2 separate regions of the Sus scrofa genome follow, and region 2 is linked to region 1. Evidence: chromatin contacts called from public HiChIP or PLAC-seq data. All regions are on one chromosome and are shown on one strand. Each heading gives the region's core, a stretch centred on a gene start, on an enhancer-like site or on the middle of the called end of the contact. The rest is flanking DNA. Distances are from core to core; before and after follow the strand shown.

Region 1 (7,687 bases), core at 3,096-5,595:
ATAGGCTATGAGTTATAAAGTTGTCTGATGAATATACTTCCTGTACCTATATACTGACTATATAACCTTATCTGGAGGCAATAGCAATCATTTAAGTTTGAGGCTCTTTGACAAAGTGAGACCTGGGCTAAATAGTCTTCATGCTGCCCCTGTGCTAAGCCCTCCATCTGGTATCTCCTGGATGCTGGACATGATTCGAGTCCTGTAACACATGACTGTGCAGTTCACATCCGGGCTTAAGGCTAGATAACCTAAGGAAATGGAAGCTACAGGAAAGACGAGAGACAGCTTTCTGAAGCCTCGAAGCGTGGCAGAAACGTTGCCCGTTTAACAGGCATGTGGTAAGCCCTCAAATATTTGTTGCCTGAATGCATGAAAAAAAGGAAGGAATGTTCATGGGTAAATTAAATAATTAAACCAGTAAGAATAAAGTCAGTACAAATAATAACTGACATTCATTGACAGTTTGCTGTGCACACATTTTATATGCATTATTTCACCACATTCTCACATCAACACATGGGAGTGAATATCCAGATTTCACAGCAGAGGAAACTGGCTAAAAAATTAAATGACGTGGCCAAGGTAAAATGGGTAGCTCATGATGGATCACAAGCAATTTAAGTTTTTTAATTGAAATAAACTTAGGCTTTAAAGTAGACTCCAAATTTGTATGATTTTTTTTTTAAATATAAGACCTCAAAAAAAAACAAAAAAACCTTTAGCATTTGTTGTAAGGTATTTTGGCCATACTTCCTTCTCTATTTAGTAGAAAAGCTTGAGCCGCCCTGAAAATATTCGTTCAATGAAATTAGTGAGAATGACAGTCATTGATGATTTTACTTTAGGCCACATTATTAGCCCTACTTTACAGATGAGGCAACTGAGATGCCCAGAGGCAAAAAGATCTGGTCTTTTAGGTCCTCCCCCTTCAGCTCCAAGTGTTATGTCACCTGTGCTGGGCTGACCCTCAGGAGCAGGTCGGTTCTCCCATCTTCCATGGAGATAACTCTTCTCCTCCTCCTTTCTTTCCTAAGTCAGAATGCAGGTGGTTCCTTTTTTATGACAGTGGGATTTTTTTTTCTTTCTTTCAAGTCCTGGAGAAGTAGCTATAGGCAGTGTTCTCTGTAGACGAGCCTATGGAAAGATAGGATTTAAGTTAGGAGATGATAGAAGGAAGCCAAGGAGACACATGCTCCCATCTGCAAAACAGAAACAGACCATGCACATGGAGAGCAGACTTGTGGTTGTCAGTGGGGAGAGGGGATGGACGTGGGGAGGAATTTGGGATTGGGAGAGGCAAACTCTTCCATTTAGAATGGATAAGCAATGAAGTCCTGCTGTGTAGCACGGGGAACTACATCCCTTCTCTTGGAATAGAACATGATGGAAGGTAGTATGAGAAAAAGAATATATATATGTCTGACTGGGTCACTGTGCTGTACAGCAGAAATTGACACAACATTGTAAATCGACTATACTCTAATAAAAATAAATAAATAAGTAAAGCAAAAAAAAAAAAAACTGAAAAAAAAAGAAGGCGGCAAAGGAGAAGAGGAAAGGGAATTTTTAAGGGCCAAGAGAAAAGGTTTTGAGATAGATGAACCATATCTTCATTGAGGGGCCAAGGCATGACGTAATTTTTAAAATAGCCTTGCTTCAGGAGTTCCTTCCGTGGCACAGTGGGTTAAGGATCCGGCGTTGTCTCTGCAGCCTCGGGTCGAGGAGGAGGCTCACCTATAATCCCTGTCCCGGGAACTTCCATATGTCGTGGGTGTGGCCAAAAAAAAAAAAAAAGGCTCACTTTTCATAGCAGTTTGTGCTTTGTCCTAATAGTATTCTCTTCTCAGGCTTGGAGTTTCCTTGTTTGTGCATTTTTAATGTTTTTCCCCACCCCCTAGAACACCGCAAGAATTGGGAACGTATCCCTGTCTGTCTGCCTGGGAAGAGACCTAGACACTGGCCCTTCTGTGAGTGAAGATGAGGAAACAGCTGTAAATCAACCAAAGGAAGCTTGCAGCGCTCTTTTGGCTTGAGAAGCGACGGCCGGTGGAAGGAGGTGAACCCCTGGTGGGAAGGATGGCTTAGCAGCCGCTCCAGCTCCTGAGCAGGCCTGGTGGGATGTGCCCTTAGGCCACTATGGACGGAGCCCACAGCGCAGCCCTGCAGCTGCAGCAGCTCCCACCCACGAGCAGCGCTGACCCCGTGAGTGAGGCTTCCTTCTCCTACAAGGCAAGAGCTTTTATTTGGGGGGTTTGGGCATTTTTTATTTTTCTAACAAGAAAGTAACACTGTGCAGCCTTGACTAACAGACGTGTCCAGGGTCTGCATGCTTATTGCTGGTAGAGACAAGCAGACCCTCCACACCAACAAGAGTGTGTGTAATAAAAATATTCATCAAAATACATCAAAATAGGGAGATCCCTGGAGTTCCCTGGTGGCCTCGTGGTTAAGGATCCAGTGTTGTCACTGTTATGGCTTGGGTCACAGCTATAGCGCAGGTTCAGTCTCTGGCCTGAGAACTTCCGCATGCACAGGCATGGCCAATAAAATAAATGAAAAATCAAAATTAAAAAATAGGGAATTCTGGAGTTCCCGTCATGGCGCAGTGATTAACGAATCCGACTAGGAACCATGAGGTTGCGGGTTCGATCCCTGGCCTTGCTCAGTGGGTTAAAGATCCGGCGTTGCCGTGAGCTGTGGTGTAGGTTGCAGACGCGGCTCGGATCCCGCGTTGGCTGTGGCTCTGGCATAGGCCAGCGGCTACAGCTCCAATTGGACCCCTAGCCTGGGAACCTCCATATGCTGCAGGAGAGGCCCAAGAAATGGCAAAAAGACAATAAATAAATAAATAAATAGTAGGGAATTCTGATGGACTAGTGGTTAGGACTCAGCACTTCCGCCTCTGCAGCCCAGGTTCAACCCCTGGTCTGGGAACTGAGATCCCATGTCAAGCCATTTCCCAAAATACATCAAAATAGGAAAGTAGAGATCTTTAACCCACTAACTGGGGCCAGGGATGGAACCCGCATCCTTGTGGATACTAGTTGGGTTCATAAGCCACGAAGCCACAACGGTAACTCCAAAGTAGAGAAATATTTTCAAAGGAATTCATTTCTACTTAGAAGATTTGATTTTTTTAAAAAATCACCTGCTCCATTACAACATACAGTTGTTCATATTTCAGTGTATTTCCTTCCTAGTCTTTTCCGGTTTTACAAATTTGGGATCAGATTGTACAGAAAGTTTGGTGTCTTGGTTGTTTTACTTAACCTCATTTGTGTACTAGTTCCCCGTGTCATTGAGTAGTGATTGCAAGCGTGCTTTCTGCTTGGTTGCCCAGTAATCCCTTGAGCTGCTGTATCAAAATTTGTTGGACCTTCCTCCCATCGTTGAATGTTTAGGTTGTTTGTAATCTGGGGTGACTGTATAGAGGGCTGCAGTGAACAGCCCAGAATGCGTGCCCCTTTGCTGTCTCTAAGAATTGGGTAGCCCCTTCCCATTGTGGTGCAGCAGAAACAAATCTGACTGGTAACCATGAGGTTGCAAGTTTGATCCCTGGCCTTGCTCAGTGGGTTAAGGATCCGGCATTGCTGTGAGCTGTGGAGTAGGTCACAGACATGCTCATATCTGATGTTGCTGTGACTGTGGTGTAGGCCGGCAGCTGTAGCTCCAATTTGACCCCTAGCCTGGAATCTCTGTATGCCACAGATGCAGCCCTAAAAAGCAAAAAAAAAAAAAAAAAAAAAAAAAAAAAAACCCACAAAGAATTGGTAGCCCTGTGAGAGGCGGTCTTTCCCCAACCAGTGAGGTCACAGATGCCAGAGCATCAGGAAAATGGAACATATAGTTGGTATAATTGGCCCCGTGGTGAATGGTGCCAAATAGCCAAACACAGAATCTAAGAAAATACAGAACGCTCTCCCTTATGATGTTTCTAATAAGTTTCTGTGTTAATCACAGATTTCATTCAGTTACTTATTACAGAAAGATTTTTGTCCCAAAGCAAAGATAAATGAGTTAGACTGACTGTACCAAGAACTTAAGAATTGAGGTGGCAGACAGGCAGCTGAACAAAGGGTGATAAGCTGACAAAGGGAAGAAGACCAGGCCTCAAATCCCTACTCTGCTGCTACCTAGCTAAGTGACCTTGGACCTAGGGCTTGGCTAACCCTCAGAGCTTCTGTTATGGGTCGGATGGTGGTAGTAAGACCTCCTTCCATCCCTTATCCCTCCAGGGATGCGGAGATCTGTAAAAAAGTGCCTAGCCCAGAGCTAGGATGCAGGAGGGGCTTGACTCACTGCTTGACTCAGAAATGTCCCATAGTTACAAACAGGAACAAATGAAGTTACCCAGAGCAGAAAGAAGCCTCGGGGTAGGGGAAGGGGGTTCTATGGGGAAGCTCTCTCCTTCCTCCTTGACTATGTTGTGGCTATTCTGGTTGCACGGAATAAAAATCCATTTCAGGGAAGCTGAAGCAGAAGGGAAAATTATCATAAGGCCACAGGACCCCAGGGGCGGGATGGGCAGTGGTGCCTGAAAGGTGCTAGAACTCTTACCCTCACCTGAAAAAGAAGGAGCAGATGATTGGCCCAGCTTGGGTCAGGTGTTGGCATTGGTCCAATCACTGGTGGCTGGGTTGGGGTCCCCCCCCACCAACCTCTGCAAAACAGCATGGTTTCTCATCCTCCACACTATGGGCTTGTGGCTGGGCAGGCTGCCCCAAAGTCATCTCTTACCTTTGGGGAAAACCTTAAGAGGCTCCAAGACCAGCTTGGTCAGGGTGCATTTGTTAAGAAATAAGCAGTTTGCTGTGAGTTGCAGCCCTGCCTTCTGCCCTACCCAGCAGGGAAGGGATTCTGATGTTACAACTTGGGCATCAGAATGTACAAAAACTTTGTATCTTGGTTGTTGGGGGAGGGTGGTCTGTGAAAGAGAGACAACAGGTTGAACTGCCCGGGAGGCAGCATCCCCACGGATCCCTGACACTGAAGGCTTTGCCTCAGCCTGCAAGCGTCAGGCCTCAGTTCTTCTATTTAGCAAATAGGCATGTCACCTGAGCACCTGCTGTGTCACCTGCCTGTGATGGGTGGGGCAGGAACTGTATGATAATTGAGATATCACCTCCCCGAAGAAATCTGGGAGGGAGGTGAGGAAGCCATTTCCACAAGTGACTATCTTCAGGACAGAATTTGGCTCCAAAAGAGAGATACAGCTGTTAAGAGCACAGCCTTTGGAATCAGAGAGACCTGGCTTCTGCTGCCAGCTCTGTCACTGCGGCGTGATAACTTGGTTTCCCTAATGCACTTCCTCTGCAGGTCAGTATTAAGTCCACCCCATGGGGTGGTCATGAGGATACCTGAATTTACAGATAAGGAAACCGAAGCTGCCAGCACCATCCCCTGTCTTGGGCCTGTGGAAATCCTACCCACCCTTCTAGCTCCAGCTCAGATATCCCCTTTTCCATGAAGCCTTTGTCAGTCTTCCTGGCAGGAAAATATAGGTCCTTTATCCACACTTTTATAGCCAATTCGCAGTTGCTGTGATCATCACCATCATCATCATAGCAGCTAACAGTAGCTGTGTTTATTGCGACAGGGACTGTGTTAATCCTCGCAAAAGCCCCATAAGGTTGGTATTATGCTATCCCCATTTTACAAATGAGGAAACGCACAGAGAGGTTAATTAACTTGCCCAAGGTCACACCGTCAATGGGTAGTAAAACTGGAAGTTGAATCTAGTCTGTGCACTGCCAAAGGCCTTGGTTTTATCCACCCCTCCCTGCTGCCTACCTTGTGCCACCCTGCAGGGCCCCTTCTCTCCCCACACTGGTTAGTAAGTGTTGAAATGGCAGTCATGCAGAAGGTTATGCCTCACCTGATGAGGAAGGTAAACATCAGGGAAGCCAAGCCAGGTTACAGGTGTAGCTGAGCCTGTTAGCCAGCCTGTGGCATCCCTTGCATTTGAATATGCGTAACCCTCAAAGCAAGCCAGAATGCAGTTTATACTTACCTCTTAGTCGTTTTAAGCCCAAGGGACTGTGGAAAGTCAGTTTTAGTAGCAAGCGATGCCAGTTGTGTCACCATAGAATTTAAATAGGGGGCAGTTGTTGGTAGATGTAAAGCAGACAGTGGAGCAGATCTGAGCCAGGCTTTCCCACATCCAAGCAAGGTTTCCTGCCTCTGTGACCTCTGACTGCTTTTCTGAGAATGATTTCTTTTCTCTCAGAGTTGCAGCTAGTGAAAGATCACTTTTTGGGTCAGAGAACATTGGAGCCGGAAGGGTCCTTAGAGCTGTTGCTAATGATGATACAAATGAAAATTAGGGGAGTTCCTGTTGTGGCTCAGGGGGAACGAGCCCAGCTAGTATCCGTGAGGATGTGGGTTTGATGCCTGGCATCACTAAGTAGGTTAAGGATCCAGCATTGCCATGAGCTACAGTATAGGTCACAGATGTGGCTCGGATGTGGTGATGCTGTGGCTGTGGCTGGCAGCTGCAACTCTGATTTAACCCCTATCCCGGGAACTTACATATGCTGCAGGTGCAGCCCTAAAAAGACCAAAAAAAAAAAAAAAAAAAAAGGAAATTATGGAGTTCCCACTGTGGCTCAGTGGGTTGAGAGCCTGACATGGTGTCTGTGAGGATGCAGGTTTGATCCCGGGCCTCATTTACTGGGTTAAGGATACAGCATTGCCGCAAGTTGCCATGTAGATTGCCATGTACATTGCAGATGTGGCTCAGATGCATTGTTGCTGAAGCTGTGGCATAAGATTGCAGCTACAGCTCCGATTTGACCCCTAACCTGGGAACTTCCGTATAACACAGGTACAGCTGTAAAAAGAAAAAGAAAAAAGAAAATTATGAAAGTAATAATAGTAGCAGTTAGAATTGTTTTAATATTTATTACATATCAGGTGATATTTCATGTCAGGTGATATTTCAGCATGTCCCTTATTTCATATAATACGACAATCCTAGGAGGGTTTACAGTCAGCTCCATTTTTCAGAGGGGAAGCTGAGGCTCAGAGAGTTCAGGTAACCCCCTGAAGCCATACAGCAGGGAGTGGCAGAGGTAGGACTGCCAAGTCTATATGGCAAGCTGAAGCAGAGAGGGAAGTGACTTTGGGTTCACTGTCCCCTCCCCTTTGGTGTTTGGGCCCTGCCCTTTGGTGGGAGCACCCGTATTTCCTCCTGCATCTTTTTTTCTCCCATAAAGCAGAGAGTCACTGATCCCAAGGTCAAATCCCTCTTCTGGGTTAGTCGTCCACTTGGACTTAAGAGCACTTAACTTTTTTTTTTTTTTTTTTTTTTTTTTGCATTTTAGGGCTGCACCTGCGGCATATGGAAGTTCCGGGCCTGGGGTCGAATCGGAGCTGCAACTGCCAGCCTATACGACAGCCACAGCAATGCAGGATCCAAGCTGCGTCTGCAACCTACAGCACAGCTCACGGCAACACCGAATCCTTAACCTACTGAGCAAGGCCAGGGATTGAACCAGCATCCTCATTCGGATACTAGTTGGGTTCGTTATCACTGAGCCACAATGGGAGCTCCAGGAGCACTTAGCACTTTGAATAATGTTGATGAAAACACCAGGGATGGGTCCTCAGTGAAAAGTGGAGCGCGGTGGGATGGGAAAGCTCCCGGGGGTGTCCAGTGGTGGAGGCGCCCAGCGTCCTCCTTCTC
Region 2 (7,687 bases), core at 3,028-5,527, 160 kb after region 1:
CAGCTCCAATATGACCCCAGCCCAGGAACTTCCATGTGCCACAGGTATGGCCCTAAAAAGAAAAAAGAAAAAAATACATACATACATAAAGAAATAAATGACAGATTGGGGGAGGGATTAAATGGGGTTTGGGGATTGGCATATGCACACTGTGGTATATGGAATGACTGGCCAGTGGACACCTGCTGAATAGCACAGAATTCTACCCAATATTCTGTGGTAATCTATATGGGAAAAGACTCTGAAAAAGAATGGGAAAAAAAAAGATGAAAAGAAAAAAACCCAAAAATAAAAAATAAAATTAAGGAGTTCCTGTCGTGGCCCAATGGTTAACAAATCCGGCCAGGAACCATGAGGTTGTGGGTTTGATCCCTGGCCTTGCTCAGTGGGTTGAGGATCTGGCATTGCCCTGAGCCGTGGTGTAGGTCGCAGACTCGGCTCGGATTCTGAGTTGCTGTGGCTGTGGTGTAGGCCAGCGGCTACGGCTCCGATTAGACCCCTAGCCTGGGAACCTCCATATGCGTGGGAAGCAGCCCTAAAAAAGGCAAAAAGACAAAATTAATTAATTAATTAATTAAAATTAAATAGAAGAGTCTCAAGTGTGACAATTGTGTCATAGTTATATTGAAGAATGCTATTGTTCCTAGGAGTATTTAAATGAAATGTCATGATGTCTGCAACTAACCCACAAATGATTCATAATTTAAAAACAGAAAACAGCAAAAAGGAGTTCCTGTCGTGGCTCAGTGGTTAATGAATCCGACTAGGAACCATGAGGTTGTGGGTTCAACCCCTGACCTTGCTCAGTGGGTTAAGGATCTGGCATTGCCATGAGCTATGGTGTAGGTCACAGATGCGGCTTGGATCTGGCATTGCTGTGGCTCTGGCGGAGGCAGGTGGCTACAGCTCCTATTCGACCTCTAGCCTGGGAACCTCTATGTGCTGTGGGAGCGGCCCTAGAAAAGGCAAAAAGACAAAAACAAAACAAAACCCAACTCGTGTGTGTGTGTGTGTGTGTGTGTGTGTGTGTGTGTGTGAGTGTGTGTAAATGAGGAGAGAAAGAGAAAGAAAGCAAACATGGCAAGTCATTCAGAGAAGGGTATTCAGGTATTAATTGCACTATTCGTGCAATTCTGAGGCTCTGACATTTTGAAAAAAGAAGGGAGTTCCCTTTTGGCACAGCAGGTTAAAGATCTGGCATTGTCACTGCAGCAGATCAGGTCACTGCTGTGATGTGGGTTTGATCCCTGGTCCGGGAACTTCCACATGCCACAAATGTGATGAATTAAAAAAGGGGGGGGGGTTCCCATTATGGTTCAGTGGAAAGAAATCTGACTAGCATCCATGAAGACACAGGTTCTATCCCTGGCCTCACTCAGTGAGTTAAGGATCTGGTATTGCCTTAAGCTGTGGTGTATGTCGAAGATGTGGTTTGGATTTGGTGTTGCTGTGACTGCAGGCAGCTATAGCTCTGATTCAACCCCTGGCCTGGGAACTTCCACATGACGTGGGTGCAACCCTAAAAAGACCAAAAAGAAAAAAAATTATGATAGATCAACAGGATGAAATTTCATGTAGACATTAGAATTATTGGTTGCCGTTAGCTATTGAATTTTACGGCATATGAAGTGAAAGCAAAGACATATGTTTTAGGGAGTTCCCATCATGGCTCAATGGAAACGAATCTGACTAGTACACATGAGGACGCAGGTTTGATCCTGGCCCCGCTCAGTGGGTTAAGCATCCGGGGTTGCTGTGAGCTGTGGTGTAGGTGGCAGACGTGGCTCAGGTCCCATGTTGCTGTGGCTCTGGTGTAGGCCGGCAGCCGTGGCTCCGGTTTGACCCCAGCCTGGGAACCTCCACATGCCATGGGTGCGGCCCTGAAAGGACAAAAAAAGAAAAAAGAAAAGAATGTGTATATATACATATGACTGAGTCACTTTGCTGTACAGCAGAATTTGAACAACACTGCAAATCAACTATACCTTAATTTAAAAAAAAGAAAGATCCTGCTGTATAGCACTGGGAACTATGTCTAGTCACTTATGATGGAGCATGAGAATGTGAGAAAAAGATTGTATACATGTATGTTCAACGGGGTCACCATACTGTACAGTAGAAAATTGACTGAACACTGTAAACCAGCTATAATGGAAAAAATATATATATAAAATTAAATTAAATTAAAATTTAAAAAAAGAAAGAAAAGAAAAAAGAGGATCCAGCATTGTCACTCCAGCACTTTGGCTTGCTGCTGTGGTTCAGGTTTGATCCCTGGCCAGGGAACTACCAAGGGCACAGCCAAAAAAAAAAAAAGAAAGAAAAGATAGTCACTTTACTCCTTCATTAATAAGAAGAATTAAAATCAAGTATCTAATCTAGGTTAAACGAAAGACTGAAGGACCAGATTGTCTGATGTCTCAGGTCCCTTCCAGTTGTAAAACCCTGTGGTGGCAATCAAGCAACATGATTTACTGATGATCTAAATGAATCTCCTTGCCAGAGCTATAGTCCCAGAGCCCACTCCCCAGGGACGCAAAGGGGACAACTCAGCCATGCGTGTGCATCTCGTTACAGGAAAATGAGGATAAGACGGGAGCTGGAGCCCAAGAGCCCCAGGCCAGCCTCCCCTGCTGCCCTGGGTCGAAACGGCAACAGCAGCCAACACCCTGCAACTGTGACCTTCAGCCCTGTTGACGTCCACGTGGAGACTCGGTGACCCCCACTGGGCACTGTCTTGGCCACTGTCCAAAGAGCCTTCAGTCAAGACCACGGAGCACATTTCTCCTCTGGCAGCTTCACTCTGAGTTGCTTCTGGTCAGGTCAACGGGGGCCTCTCTTATGCAATCCCTGATGCTTTAGGCAACCCTCAACCCCATCCTGTACTGCCCCACCCCCAACTGTGTCCATATTCCTCCTGCCACCCTTCCCAAAAGCTGTGGAATATTCTTTTGCCGTCTGATGAGGTGATAGAGCTATGATGGGGATCCACTGATGTGGGGTTTGGCTGTTCCCCTCCCCCAAGCACAATAGCTAGACAGACAGACAGGCAGAAGTCAGGGGGTGCTCCTGAGAGAGTCTGCCCTGGGGTCACATCAGAGGAAGGGCCACATCCACAGTTTTGCAGAGCAAATATTCAATCCCATAATCCAGCACAGGGGAACTAACTTGGATTAACTAATCAAAAAACCAATTTGTTAATTTATAACTTGTTCTGGTACTAAATGACTGCTGTTGAGCTCACGACAATTGGTCAGCACATTTTTCCTCTAGGAAAGTTTATGGGGGAGTTCCCAGGTGGTGCAGTGGGTTAAGGATCCAGCGTTGTCACTGCTATGGCACGAGTTCCCTCCCTGGCCCCGGAACTCCCTCATGCTACAGTGTGGCCAAGAATATTTTAAAGAAGAGAGAAAGAAAAAAGAAAAGAGGGAAAAACTGAATTATTCTCCAAAGGTGTCTACTTATTTAGTAGAGTCAGAGTAGAAGCATAGGGTGGACTTGAGGATTTCTGGTCTTGAGGCTGAAAGCTTGTTGCAGTGTTTGGGGGCCTGGACTGAGCCTCAGGACGGCTCAGGGCCCCTCCCTCTCCCCTGGAAGGCTGGTTTCACCTTGACTCAGTCTCCTTTCTCGGCTTCCCTCTATTTGGATTCTGAGCTATCCTCCATCTCCCGTTATCACCTTACCTCCAAGGTCCAAGTATTTGGAGGCTGATTAGATTACAGCTCTGTTTGTGTTACCTCTGCCCTTCCCAGTCACCTTGCAAAGATTCAGGATATATTCAAAGTACCACATTCACACACCATTTCTCTGGATGGGACTCATCTCTTTGACTCCTTCACCTGGAAAACAATCTAGCGAAAGGGTTGCAATTAAGAAGAACTGCCGCCCAAGCTCTACTTCCTGGTTGTGTGGCCTTGGAAGTGACTCAGCTCCCCCGTATTGTTTTCTAAGCATGAGACAGGAATAACATCTGCCCCACTGGGTGACTGTAACAAGTCAAGGACTTAGCAAAGCTGCTTGAATAGTGCCTGGCACCCAGTAGATGCTTTATAAATGGGAGCCAACATTATTATTATAAATTTCTTCTATTGCAAGATATACACTTGTTCCCATTTTAATGATTCTGAAATCAGAATATATCTTAAAATAGATGGGTCCATTAATGAGATTGTATTTTTTTTTCTCTCTCAAAACGCTGATTTGGAGTTCCTGTTGTGGTGCAGTGGTTAACAAATCGACTAGGAACCATGAGGTTGCATGTTCAATCCCTGGTCTTGCTCAATGGATTAAGGATCTGGTGTTGCTGTGAGCTGTGGTGTGGTTTGCAGACACAGCTCAGATCCTGCATTGCTGTGGCTCTGGTGTAAGCTGGCAGCTACGGCTCCGATTAGACCCCTAGCCTGGGAACCTCCATATGCTGCGGGAGCGGCTCAAGAAAAGGCAAAAAGACAAAAAACAAACAAACAAACAAAAAAACCGCTGATTTTTAAACAATTGTGCATTTTATGATTGAAGTCACCTTGGGAACAAGGCAATAAATCTGTATTCTATTATAGAAAGTGACGCATTCTTGGAGTTCCCGTTGTGGCTCAGTGGTAATGAACCCGACTGATATCCATGAGGATGTGGGTTTGATCTCTGGCTTCACTCTGTGGGTTAAGGATCCAGCGTTGTTGTGAGCTGTGGTGTAAGTCACAGATGCAGCTCAGATCTGGCATGGCTGTGGCTGTGGCATAGGCTGGCAGCTACAGCTCAGATTAGACCCCTAGCCTGGGAATTTCTATATGCCAAGGGTGTAGCCCTAAAAAGAAAAGAAAGAAAGAAAATTACACATTCTTATCATTTAATTGTAAATTCTAGGAACTGTAAATTCCTTCTTGGGGTAAGAAATCCCTTTTGAGAAAGTTGAAGGTCAGGAGATAAGGAGGCTGACCCAGGGTCACACGGCTCACGTCATCTCACTTAAAAAAAAAAAAAAAAAAAAGCTTACCTGAATAGGTCTGGAGAAATACTGACAAACTGTTTTTCCCCAGACATCTCTTCTCCCTCCTCTGTTGAACTATCCACCAGACACTTTGCAAGCTGCTTTCCCATGAGTTATCTCATGGGATTTATTTTTCCTGATAACCCTGGGAGGTTTTTTTTTTCCCCATTTGCCAAGAATTTTAAACCCAAAGAGAGAAAGCACTTGCCCAAAGTCTCCCAGCTAGTAAGTTGCAAAGACAAGACTCAAATCCAGGTCTCTTTGATTCAAAAGTCTTATATTCTTATTATACATTTAAATGCTTATTGCAGTGCCCTCTTCCCTAACCTCCTGGCTCAAAGGAAACAGATTCTTTTGCGAGCTGAACCAGAGGAAGACAGGCTTATCCCTGGGTCTGCGTGAGGTCAGGGGTGTAGTGTCCACACTGGAAGTGGGGCAAAGCCACTTTGGTAGCCTCCCTTGTGCTTCCATGGTTGTAGCCAAAGGGTCTCTTTTCTAAATCCATTCAAGCGCTAAGGATTCCTGCTTCATTCCCTTACCACTTAGGTCCAAGGAGCAAGGGGACAAAGCCATTGAAGGACTTAAGCCCCAAATACAGATGTTTCCCAAATGTATTCTGCTAAAAAAAAAAAAAAAAAAAATTGAGGTTGTTTGGAATGTTCTAGCCCTAAAACCAAACTCTTCTGTCCACCTTGGAATCTTCCTTGAATTACTGGAGAAATCATTCTCTATACTAAGTTCTTTTGCTAAATGAAAGTGTAGAAATGGATGGAAGAGGGGGAGGTAAAGAGAAAGGTTAGTGGTTTGTGTTTAACTAATAGAGATAACTCAATAAACAGCCTCTAAGGGCTCCTGGGTGCCAGTTGAGGCACTAGAAACACAGTAGTTCTGGTCCCTGCTCTCAAGGAGTCTGCAGCTGGCCTCCTGAGACAGGGATCTTGGGACCTAGTCATTATTTTGTTTCTGACAGGTGCCTTTCCTAACTGAGCAGAGGCTGCCTTATTTGGCCACTGAATCAATAAAAGATATTAAATGCTTACAGAAAAATGTCTAAAAATAAAAAAAGTTTAAATCTAACCTTTATGGAGTTGATTTCAATTAACTTTAGAGCTGACCAATACCTTTTCTAAAAACTTCTTTTCCCTGGCAATGCAAATAGGGTCCCCTGGGAAAGCCACAGCTGTTTCAAACATTGTGTTCCGGAGTTCCCGTTGTGGCTCATCAGAAACAAATCTGACTAGCATCCATGAGGATGCAGGTTTGATCCCTGGACTTGCTCAGTGAGTTAAGGATCTGGTGTTGCTGTGGCTGTGGTATAGGCCAGCAGCTATAGCTCTGATTTGATCCCTAGCCTGGGAACCTCCGTATGCTGTGGGTATGGCCCTAAAAAGACCAAACAAACAAACATCGAGTTCTCACTTCTGCAGAATGGTGAAAGAGGTGGACTGCCATCCGTGGACCTTGCTGTCTTGATGAAATACTGCAAAGGGAATCCAATTCGCAACAGGCTGAGACGCCAAGGTTTGGGGACTCCTGGCAGTGTAGGAAACACTAGAATGGAACCCAAATCACCAACAAGGATGATTACCATTAACTAAGCTCCTCCTGTGTGCCAGGCACATGATGGGCACCTTCTACCCCTCAGCTCCGTTAACCTTTACAGCTTCCACGCATAGCACCATCATTATTTCTGGCTTTTCTGGAGGAGGAAACAGGTGCAGGGAGGTGGCTTGTCCTTCCATGCTGCCATTTGTCCTTCTTTTGGTGATGTTGAGTTTATTTGACTGGTCTAATACTTAAATGGACACGATACAGATGAACAGGAGAAAAAAATTAATTCATATGCACCAAGGTCTCATAAAAATGGGACCCCCTGAAGTGACCACAGCAGGTTTTTTATGCAATATCATTTTCAGACAGTCATTTGTGAAGATTTAACAAAACAAAGGGGCTTGCACTTAGGGTAGCAGACTCATGAGGAAGTAACAATGTTTTGTTCCTACAGCTCTCTTAGCCTTGAATTCCCTAACTCTGCTGATAAGGGTGCTTTTTATCCTCCTGATGTAGGGGGGTTACCTTCACACGGGAGTTTGGTTTTGGTTTTTGTTTTTTGTTTTGCTTTTTAGGGCCGCACCGTGGCATATGGAGGTTCCCAGGCTAGGGGTCTAATCAGAGCTACAGCTGCTGACCTATGCCAGAGTCACAGCCACACCAGACCCAAGCTACGTCTGCGACCTACACCACAGCTCACGGCAACACTGGATCCTCAACCCACTGAGCCAGGCCAAGGATCGAACCCGCAACCTCATGTTTCCTAGTCGGATTTGTTTCCACTGCACCATGACGGGAACTCCCACATGGGAGATTTCTCTCACAGATATCCCACACATTTTCTTGTGATAGGAGGAAGTTCAGGGTGTTAGGGAAGCCTCTTGCTTGGGCTCCCAGCTCTGCCCAGAGGTTGGTGCTCAGAGAAGGCTCCATGGAAGAAACAGCATCTATTTTAAGAGAGAAAGACTGAGTAGGAGAGAGTGGGAGGAGAGGAAGGGATGAGAAGAGGAGAGTAAAGCTGGAGGGAGAAGCTGCAGCAGGGCAGATGGCCAAGGAAGCAGCAGGAGAAGGGTGAGGAAAAGAGAGAGGGGCTCCAGGGTAAAGGATCTTCAGTATTTCGTTGTTTGAAAGGCAATAGGGAGCCATGGAAGG

The links. HiChIP or PLAC-seq counts read pairs in DNA pulled down with a chosen protein or histone mark.
Region 2: an H3K27ac HiChIP or PLAC-seq map of alveolar macrophages shows a contact between it and region 1. The contact joins two enhancer-like sites. A contact is called at or near these places in 4 of 47 Hi-C or Micro-C datasets (embryonic fibroblasts, fetal skeletal muscle, liver and 1 more) and 1 of 2 datasets of contacts at active chromatin or transcription factors (alveolar macrophages).

Annotation. Positions count from the first base shown.
Region 1 is chr6:82,113,351-82,121,037 of Sscrofa11.1, forward strand. It overlaps NIPAL3 (NIPA-like protein 3), which reads left to right. Exons shown (of 12, transcript XM_003127700.6): 2 at 1,902-2,232. The coding sequence starts at 2,140. Among named protein-coding and RNA genes, the nearest start is that of NIPAL3, 5.7 kb to the left of the region's middle. Within about 2 kb of position 4,346, at least 3 of the 83 cell types and tissues checked have an H3K27ac peak or open chromatin away from gene starts, as enhancers often do. A contact at or near this core is called in alveolar macrophages, where this site is marked.
Region 2 is chr6:82,278,239-82,285,925 of Sscrofa11.1, forward strand. It overlaps NCMAP (noncompact myelin-associated protein), which reads left to right. Exons shown (of 4, transcript XM_005665097.3): 4 at 2,578-5,649. The coding sequence ends at 2,719. Among named protein-coding and RNA genes, the nearest start is that of SRRM1, 27 kb to the right of the region's middle. Within about 2 kb of position 4,278, at least 10 of the 83 cell types and tissues checked have an H3K27ac peak or open chromatin away from gene starts, as enhancers often do. A contact at or near this core is called in alveolar macrophages, where this site is marked.